2 separate regions of the Columba livia genome follow, and region 2 is linked to region 1. A link is a contact called in public Hi-C data. All regions are on one chromosome and are shown on one strand. The core of a region is the stretch at or near the end of the contact, and the rest is flanking DNA. Distances in the headings are between cores, read along the strand shown. Region 1 holds the start of CDK6 (cyclin dependent kinase 6). Region 2 has its middle 52 kb from the start of HEPACAM2.

What was found. A called contact is a pair of places that touch in the nucleus more often than the background predicts.
Region 2: a Hi-C map of crop shows a contact between it and region 1, with 4 times the contacts expected there. The contact joins the enhancer-like site here to the promoter of CDK6 in region 1. A contact is called at or near these places in 2 of 2 Hi-C or Micro-C datasets (crop and liver).

What each region holds. Positions count from the first base shown.
Region 1 is chr2:25,716,095-25,720,833 of bColLiv1.pat.W.v2, forward strand. It overlaps CDK6 (cyclin dependent kinase 6), which reads right to left and starts at 1,593. Exons shown (of 9, transcript XM_065051073.1): 1 at 966-1,593.
Region 2 is chr2:25,798,653-25,803,432 of bColLiv1.pat.W.v2, forward strand. No RefSeq gene overlaps it. Among named protein-coding and RNA genes, the nearest start is that of HEPACAM2, 52 kb to the right of the region's middle. Within about 2 kb of position 1,684, at least 2 of the 3 cell types and tissues checked have an H3K27ac peak away from gene starts, as active enhancers do.

The sequences.
Region 1 (4,739 bases), core at 343-2,842:
CATTTCGGCTGCAGATGAAAAGCAGCCTGAAGGAAAACTGTACCCGCTGCTCATCACTTTTCCCCGGCTTCAGCCGGAGGCACCACCCTGCCCCACCGCTTTCAGCTGCCACCTCCAGAGCTGCCACCGCCCCGCCCCATCCAGCGGGGGACCCCGCGCCCCCCGCCGCGCCCGCAGCATCACCGGGCGGCCGCGCCTCGCCCGCCGCCGCGGGGGCACCTGCCCCGAAGCCCCGGCCGCCCCGCTCCGCCCCGGCCCGGCCCGCACCGCCCCACGCCGCTGCGGAGGGCGCCCCCCGGCGGCGGGCAGTGGCGAGGCGGCTGTGCGTGGCCGCGGGGGTGGCGGGCCTGGCTCGGCGCGGCAGCTGCACCGGGCGGAAAGTTACCGCTCGCCCTCCCCAGGCACGGCAGGATAGCGGAGGCAGACCCCGGCCCCCACCCCCCGCCTCGGCACCGACATCCCCTCCGCGGGCACCTCGCACGCGGCGTGGGGTGGCGGCGGGGGACACGCGGGGAACCGCGTTCCCCCGCTTCCCCTTCAGGGTACGGGGTGGGGGGGGACCCGGCTCGGCTGCTCCGGTAGGGCGCTGAGGGAATCCCCGCGGCGGCTCCCCGGGAGGGCAGCCCCCTCCCTGCGGCCACCGGCACGGGGGGCGCCCCCACGCCGACACCGAGGGGGGTGCGGCGGCACCGCGGGGCGATCTGCCCCGGCCCCGGCCGCCGGAGGGACGCGTCCGCGGTGCCGTCCTCCGGGGAGTGCGCGGCGTGGGCTCCCCGGGCCAGGCGGGGAGCAGCGTATGGGCCACGCCGCTGGGCCGGGTGCGCGGAGCACATGGGCGCCCCGCGTTACCTGGTGTGCGCCACGGCCGCCTCCACCGCCACCAGATCCCCAAATAATCCTCAGCCCCGGGGGGGGGGGGGGGGGGGGGTTGGGAAAGGAGGGGGTGAGTCCTCCCTAAAACAAACCTCCCATTGAGCAAGGCGGGGTGGAGAGCCGGCCCGGGGTCTGCCCATTCACATGGCGATGTCTCCGGCAGGTCCCGGCAGCGGCCGCCCGGGCCACACAGGTAGCTGCTCCGCGGCTCGGCCGCTCTCGGCTCGCATCCTCCTGCCGCCGCCGGGCTGCACCTTGGCGCAGAAGGCAGCTCGCACTCGTCTCCCAGCCCGTTCCTCCCGCCCCCACCCTGTCCGGGGAAAATGAAAACGCGAAATAAAAATCGCGGCCGGCGGCCCCTGGGGAGCAGCAGCGCCGCGACCGCAGCCCCGCCGGCTGCAGCCTGCCGGTGCGGGGCTCGGGCACCGGCCCTCGGCGCTGCCGCTGCTCCGCCGCCGCCCCCGGCGCTGCGGTGCCTCTCCTCGCTCTCTCCCTCGGCCTCTGTTCAGCCTGGGAGCAGCAGCAGCTTGCTGCCTTTTTTTTTTTTTTCCCTCTCCTCAACTTTTTTTTTCCCCTTGCTTTCCCACGCTGGCTGAATGTGACTTGACCCCGTTTCAAAAAAGTTTGACACAGTGCTTCAACATTTCCGCATTCCTCTCCGACTACAAAGGCTGCAGCCGCCTCCTTCTGCTTTCTGTCTCTGCTCTCTGTCTTCACACTCAATGAAATCCTTCATGTGCCTCTGCCAAAGGCAGCCGCATACCGCAAGGGTCGCCGCGAGCGCCGCGGCCAGGCAGGGCCCGGGGCGAGGCGCCCCGGGGGGTCCCGGCAGGGCCCGGCCCCGGCCCCGGCCCCGGCCCCGCCGCCCTGCTCGGCGCTGCACGGCCGCGGGCTCAGCCGGCTGCGGCAGCACTGAGAAGCCTGACTCATTCCTAGGGCTTAGTGTGCACGGCGCTGGGAAATAACCCCCTCTTTTCTTTTTTCTTTGGGGGTGGGGGGAGCTGGTGTGATTTTTTTTTTCCCTTCCAGGGAAATAATGATTTTTTTTTCCTCCAGGAAAACGCGGATTTTTCTGTTCCTTTTTTTTTTTTTTTTTTTTTTTTTCCAACTCTCCATTCACAGGGCGCAGAGCTCCGACAGGAAGTAAGCGCCCATGAATGCTTTCAGGAAGCCTCAAGAAACTTCGTTGCTGAAGAACACCCACCCCTCCACCCCCCCCCCCCCCGCGAAGTCTTTGCCCCGACAGGCTTGCAGCTGGAGGTGCCTGGGGCACGGGGGCGAGGAGGGCAGGGTGTGCGGGGAAGCTGGGCACGTCGTCTGCCCGTTCTGTGGCGTGGACAACATTTTGTATGGACCCGATTCCTACAAACACTGAAATTCACCGCAGAAAAGAAAAAAAATAAATCACAAGACAGTTGCCAATCTGCTCCGTGTAAAACACACCTGGAGTGCCTAATTCCCAGTTCTCCTACCTGGGACCCTCCAGCACATGCTTTCCAGGACCTCAAGGGTGATTACAGTTGAGCTCCAGAAAGAGCTCTTATGGTGGTTTAACTGTCAGAGAGTGGACCCAGATCCCCTCTTACAATGGAAAGTGTAATATAACTAAGTGGATTTGTAACTCAAAAAGTGTGTGTCAAGAACTTGGTATCATATGCTGGTTTGGAATAACTAAAAAAAGGCTATAGTACTGTACAAATTAAAAGAATTAATATCAGCAGGATATAATGTAAATGCTTTATCTGGACTCGCAGTGCTAGCAAGCATAGATGAAATCCTATAGCTTAAATAAAATTTCTTTTCCTTCCTTCAAAATCGGCCCCAGCAATTCCACATGCCCTTCACCCGATGGGCTGGTGATGGGACAGTGGCTGAGAGCAGAGAGAGACATCTCATTTCTCTTGGAGAAAAGGGAGATGGTACCATTCACACCTTCAAGGAAACGGCCACTGGCATGTGGATGTTCGCAGGAGACCTTGCATACTTTATAAGAACTTAATTTATGCTCATAATACATTTTAGTTTAAATTGCAGAAATTCCTCAACAACCTCTGAAGCCCACGATTTATCAGAAAAAAGATGCTGAAGTGAATGGCAAACCCCATAAACCTCTCAATATGAAAGTATCAAAGATTCAAATATACAGATTAAAAAAAAAAAAAAAAGGATGTGAAAAAATCACATCATGTTATTTGTTTCACATGTACATATACTACCTCCTTCTATTTGTGCAACATTTTTTATTTTCTTAAATGTGTCTGTTTTCTCTTTCTTTCTTTCTTTCTCTCTTTTCCTTCCCTCCTTCCTTCCTTCCTTCCTTCCTTCCTTCTTTCCTTCCTTCCTTCCTTCCTTCCTTCCTTCCTTCCTTCCTTCCTTCCTTCCTTCCTTCCTTCCTTCCTTCCTTCCTTCCTTCCTTCCTTCCTTCCTTCCTTCCTTCCTTCCTTCCTTCCTTCCTTCCTTCCCTCCTTCCTTCCTTCCTTCCTCCCTTCTTCCCTTCCTCCCTTCCTTCCCTTTCTTCCCTTCCTTCCCTTCCTTCCCTTCCTTCCCTCTCTTTCTGCTTTCCTTCCTGCTTTTCCACTTTCCTTCTTGCTTTCCTTGCTTTCTTTTCTAACCTAAAATTTAGACAGCTGTATCAAGCTTGATACAGAAAACCCTCCTCAGGTTTCAGGATCATTAGGTGTCTTACTTGACATGCAAAAGTCTTCAATTTTGCTGTCTCCCCCTGAAGATTTCTGGACCTTTTAGTTCCAGTTGGGCTCTGTTTGCAAGAAGGGACAGAGGGGCACCGCGTCCTTTGGCCGGGTAAATGTGCAGCTTCACATTCAGGATGAACATGGAAGGAAGATTCCTGCAGTCCCCTGGCATCTAGCTCTGTGCTCAAATGTGCTGATTTTTCATTCTACTAATAAGCAGTCTTCAACACAACCTCACCCTTTCATCCCATATTTTCCTAATATTTGGAAGGGAATAGATGTAGTGGTTCTGTCCTTCAGAAGCATTTCATCTGCCTTTCTGTGTGGTGATGTCAGTAGAGATTGCCATGGGAGATGATAATGCTCATGTTATCAAACAATGAATTTAAACCATAGAAGTACCACACAGTTAATATGGCTTTATATGATCCTCAATTGTTTTTCGGGGACTTTTTCCAAAAAATCATGTGACTATTTTTTTCTTTCTCTCCACCTGAAGATCAGGTAATCAAACTAGTTTGTCTCCCAGAGTACAGAGTTCAAAGAAGATGTACAAACCTCTAAAATGACCTAAACCAATTTTCTCAATTTTCTTTATGTAAAAGTTAAGTGATTTCAGGAAGAAATTTCCACACATGATTAAATATAAACATCAGCTAAAGTGGGTGATATTATAAATAATTTGTTGTAGAGGCTGAAATTAGTTACCTGAATTGTCAGAGTTATTTGGAAATACGATCTACTACATTTGTTTTAAAGTTCTGAAGATGTTTCAGATAATATACACTTAAAGATGGTTATAAATCATCAAAAATACATTTTAAAGAAAGGTTTTTTTGTAACAACCTTAAAAACATGTAATCTTTTGTTTTCATGAAAGCAATATGGTACTTTTAACCTTTTTGATTTAGAGTAGGAAAGTATGCATTTATTTTTTGTCAATGGGGGTTTCTCCACAGAGAAGGTAGTAAATCCCTTCTTTATTTTAAAATCGAAAATATCTTAATTTTTAGAAATTCACAGCTATTTTGAGAAATTAGTATTTTAAGAAGCTTATTAAATATTGTTATGAAATTAATTCTGAATACTATTTGTTGCTAATTTTTAACTTATTTAACTTATTTAATTTAATTCTAAAGTATTTTTTGTTTTGGTAAAACAAACATTTGAGAA
Region 2 (4,780 bases), core at 434-2,933, 83 kb after region 1:
TGCTGATTTTTTTTTTTCTTTTGATACTTACCTTGTCGTGACAACTTCAGGCTGAAGAAGTTTAACCATAAAGATGAGTTGAATTATCTTGTTCTTTTGTAGAAACCCTACTTGCAGGATCGTTACAAACATCTTAATCAGGCAGGACCTTAAAAAGCCATTTTGTTTCTCCTTTTAACAAGACTCTTATTCCTGCTCCATATTCGCCTTCTATTTGGCCTTTTGGGAAACCACAACCATATACCACATGTAACTCCCAAATGATTCCTGTGGTCACACTGATCATTGTTATACACCTATGATTCTATGATCTGGAAATCTCCTACGTGCTGTTGCCAATGGGAGTTTTACAAAAGATCTGAATTGTTACATTTCTCTGCTGTGCAGTCCACTGATCAGTCTATCATGAGGTGGTAACTCATGCAACATCGTATTCATAGTATTGAGCATGTCTGGGGCATTTTGTGTGACTCTTCCTACGTTTAGTTTCATTGGAACACACACATCCCATCATACGCATAAGATGGATCCATCTTGACTGCCTGAACTAAAAAAGTCAGTTTGTGCTCTTTCACCAGTTCCCTGAGGTACAAGACTTAACATACAGGATTTATCATTGAAGAAGGCAGGAAGGTAGCATGAGGGCAGGTCTTTTTCTTCTTTTTCACTCCTTCTCATTACTTTCATTAGTAATTAATAACTGTTATTGTATTCCCTGCTATTGCAACTTTCTCCTTCAGTCCCACATCTGCTGTGAAGTCTCCCAATGCAGCCATCGCTGCACTGAAGCTGGTGCTACAGTTTGGCTCAGTCTGTGTTTAGACACAGCATCTAAAGCACTGTCTCAGCAAGGAGTGATGGACCTGTAAGCTCCTGTCAGGGAACATAGATGCTGAGTAGGAAAGAGCATATTTTTCACTCTGAGCTTTTAAGCAACATCCAGGAACAAGCAAGTGCCTACAAAGAGGAAGTCAGAAGTTGTCTTGTGATGGGTTACATAAACTGAAGGTTTGTGGTTCCAATAGGCAAAAGGAAACTAGAAGAAACTTTCAGCGGCAAAATATCCTCAAAGCAATACTGATTTGTCCCACCCAACACTCCCCTCACTGGAAGGTGGGTTGTGCTTCAAGCTGGGATCAACCTAAAGTAAGAAACTTCATGTGGTTCTGGCTCTCCTCGCTCCCCTTGATCAAGGTTAAGTCCGTCCAGCTGAGCCCAGCCACCCTCCTCTCATCTTTTTCACTCAGGACGCACTTGTTCCTGCCACACAGCCACCTGGGTTGGACCCTGTGTGTAGCATCCTGGCTCAGGTGTTTTGCCGTCAGACATAGTCCAGGTGGCTCATTGCAGCCCCTTCTGTCTCTGGTCCTTCTGCTCAGCATCTGCCAAAACCGCGGCACCGATGGAGGGGGACCGGCACTGCCCCGGCCCTGGGGACACCCTGGGACAGGCTCGGTTCCCTCACCACAGCGCCCAGGGTTCCCCTCGTGGGGGTTGTGAGGCGGGAGCGAGGTGTTGGGGAAGGGGAAGGCACTGCCTCACTTCAGGTGGGTTTTCCTTGTGATTGCGCTTGTGCAGCTCCTAAAGAAATTCCCCCACAGAGCTGTGGGACTTCCTCTGAGGTGCCCCCCCCCGCAACGAGTGGGCAATATATTCCTTATCCCTCTCACGCAGGACGAGCGGTTTCTTGCCGCGGAGACCCAGCCTCTTCTGTTCCCTCGCTCCTTCCCCGTGGCCGCTGGCGTCTCGCGGGTACGCGCGTGCCCGTGGCGCGCGGCCCACGCGGACCTCACGCGGGGAGGGCGGCAGCGCCGCGCGCGGATCAACAGCGCCGCCTGCTGTCCGCGGCGGGGAGCCCGAGGCGCGCGCGGGCCGCAGCTCCCGCCGCTCCTGCCATTTTGTGTCCGGAGCCCGCACGGGCCGGTGCCTGACCCTGTTTCAGTTCTGCGGCCGAGAACTGGATATCCCCGGCGTGCTCTGTCTGTTTGCGTTCAGTGGAAACGCGGGTCTCCGCGCGTCCCTAAAGCCGCCATGTGCGCCTCTCGTCCAGCACCCGCGGGGTGGAGCGTGCGGCGGCTGCCGGGGAACAGCCGCTCCCCCGGGCCGGGGCTGCTCCCGCGGGCCCAGCGCCAACCTCGTGGCCGCGTCTTTATGTGAGTCACCTGGGTTGGCTCCCGCCGCGCAAGGCCGCATCATCACCTGCGGCATCGGCCGTGCTGAAATGCCTGCCGCTCGTTTCTGATAAATTCCTCATGCCTTAATTTGCCATTCCACAGATACTTCAGTTTATTTCAGCCCTGAGTCTTTTAAGCCTCACGCATATTTGTGTGAGGAAAAAAAATCCAACAACACGGAAATAAATAGAAGTGTATTTGTTCTGTAGAAAGCCCCGAGCCACACAGTTTCAGTTTGAAATAAAAGTGTGAGGTGTGAGTGATGGAAACACTGCTCTTTCTGTCCAACAGAGGCGGGAGGAGGACTGGACAGCGAGAGTTTGTTAAATTTTAACACACAAATATGAAGTTATTATTACACTGTTACTCTGAGTACATATTAATATGTTACATTTTACAGATAGAACTACTGGCAAAAATGTGCTTACCTTATGTCACATGGGAAATAAACAACAGACTTGAGATTTCAGTTCAGACATTGCCAGATAACACATGTGGTGCATGTGTCTGCCCACCTCAAATTTGTGAAAAAAGTGTTTTTTCCTATTGAGTAGACATTAATTATAAATAAATATCAACAAAAAGAGTGTGAATCATATTTTTTTACATGTATCATATACTCTTACAGAGATATGCTCAAATCTCCAAGTGGATGGCTGGAGTTAAAGAGGTGCTGATGACAAGACTGGCATGGTCTGTCATCACAATGAAGAAAGATATGCTGTTGCCACATACTTTGACACTGAATTACTTATAGACTGTACAGTGAAAAGAGGAAAATCTTTCATTTTGATAGACACATTCTTTGCATAGGCAAAGGAGAGGAGTGTGGCAATAGAGCTACTTAACCTTTGTCTTTGAATATCTAGGGATAGGACTATGGCATCAGCAGGAGATGGCAGAACTGCAGAGAAGACAGGACCACCAAAGCAATCTTCATCTCTGTCTCTGAGACGTGGATGGAATCTACTCTGATGTTGAGTATCCAGGAGATGTCCTCTGTGGTTGCTTTTCCCAGGAACACATTTGGGATGGCATGATGCTAAAGTTGTCTTAGCCCTGTGTCAAGGATCCAGGAAGCTCTGTGACCAGCTGAGCATGGTCATTACTGTCAGGGGGCCTCCAGGGATGCAACATGGCACAGATGATTTGACACACTTGGTTTGCCAGCTCTCAGTCTCCTCTATACTGCATCTACTGTGAGTGGCATCGAGGCAGGAGATTTGAACAGATCCCAGATTTTGGAGGAATGAGTGGGAAGAAAGCATCTGGTTATTTCACAGTCAGAGATGCAACAGAAGAAAGCCAAGAAGAGAAAGAGACAGAAGGTGAAGGCAGTCCTTGCTGAGCAGCTTTGGTACAGCCTGTGTGGTTTCCAGACCAAACTACCTCCTCCATGCCATAATCCCTCAAATTAACATGATTCGTTTGTACTTGTCTATAGTGCAGGAGCAATGTCACATCTCGTGTGTGTGTGTAGGGTACGGTCACTCCACTTTTTGTTGCGTGTTTGGTTATGGATATGGTCATGTGGGGCTGGTCCCAAGTTCGAAAATTCCTTTGGAAAATATTTGCTTGCGGCATTATATAAATACAGCTAAACTGCTCCCTATGCCTCAGTATCTTTTCACCCTCACTTCGTACCCACATCAAGCCCAGAGAACATTTTACTACCTTCCTTTTTATCAGCTTCTTTGCAGCAGCCTTTTATCTATTAGAAGACAGCATGTCCTCCTCCATATTCACTTTTCCAGACAATCTCTTTGGTCTGTCCAACAGTCCCTGAGCTGGTGGCACATTCTGAGAGTCTTCAGCCCAGGAAGTTTTCCTGTAGGAGGTACAATCCCCTTCAGACACAGAGCTGAGGGACTTTGTACATTGTTTCTGTGGCTCAATCAGCTATCATGATTGCTAGTCTGCATGCCAGTAGCTGACCTTGTTCTTCTCTGTCCTGCCCCACTCTGACCCCTTGCGTGTTTTTTTTATTCCATTGAGCTTCTTTCTCTTGAGCATCATGGCCCTCCATATCTGCCTCTTGTCTCATCACCTTCTGATATCTGTTTCTCAGTTCTTGTTCCCTTTTGCCTAGTCTAGACTCTGCCACTGTTCCTACCCCAAATCTTAGCAGCCGTGCTCCACTCTGTTTCTCCTAAGGTCTTCTTAGCGGAAATTTTCCTGTCTGTTACCAGTTGTGAAGCCTCCTCCATGTTCTGTACTTCTAGTTCTGATTTTAGGCAGAGAAGGATGTACAGTACTCCTAACTTCCACCCCCTAAATTGATTTTTACAAACCTTGCATTCCTTCAGCAGAGGGTTCCTCAGCTCCTGTTCCTACGCAGGAGTTCACAGTCCACAACCGCTGCATGGGCACAGCAGGGACCCTGGTTGCTCCGTCAGCTGCTGAGGTAGCATTGCAATGGTTCGTGAAAGTCAAACAGCCTCCTGGGCCTCCTCACCCCTCCTCCTTCAGCAGACCCAGCTTTGGGTCCTGTACAATCAAGTTGTATCAGGTTGTCTCCTCCAGGTTTCTAGGCTTGGCAGGGACAGTGCAGGGCTGAGCTCTTAGCTTTGACTTCGCCCATTGCAGCCCAGACCTGCAACATCTGG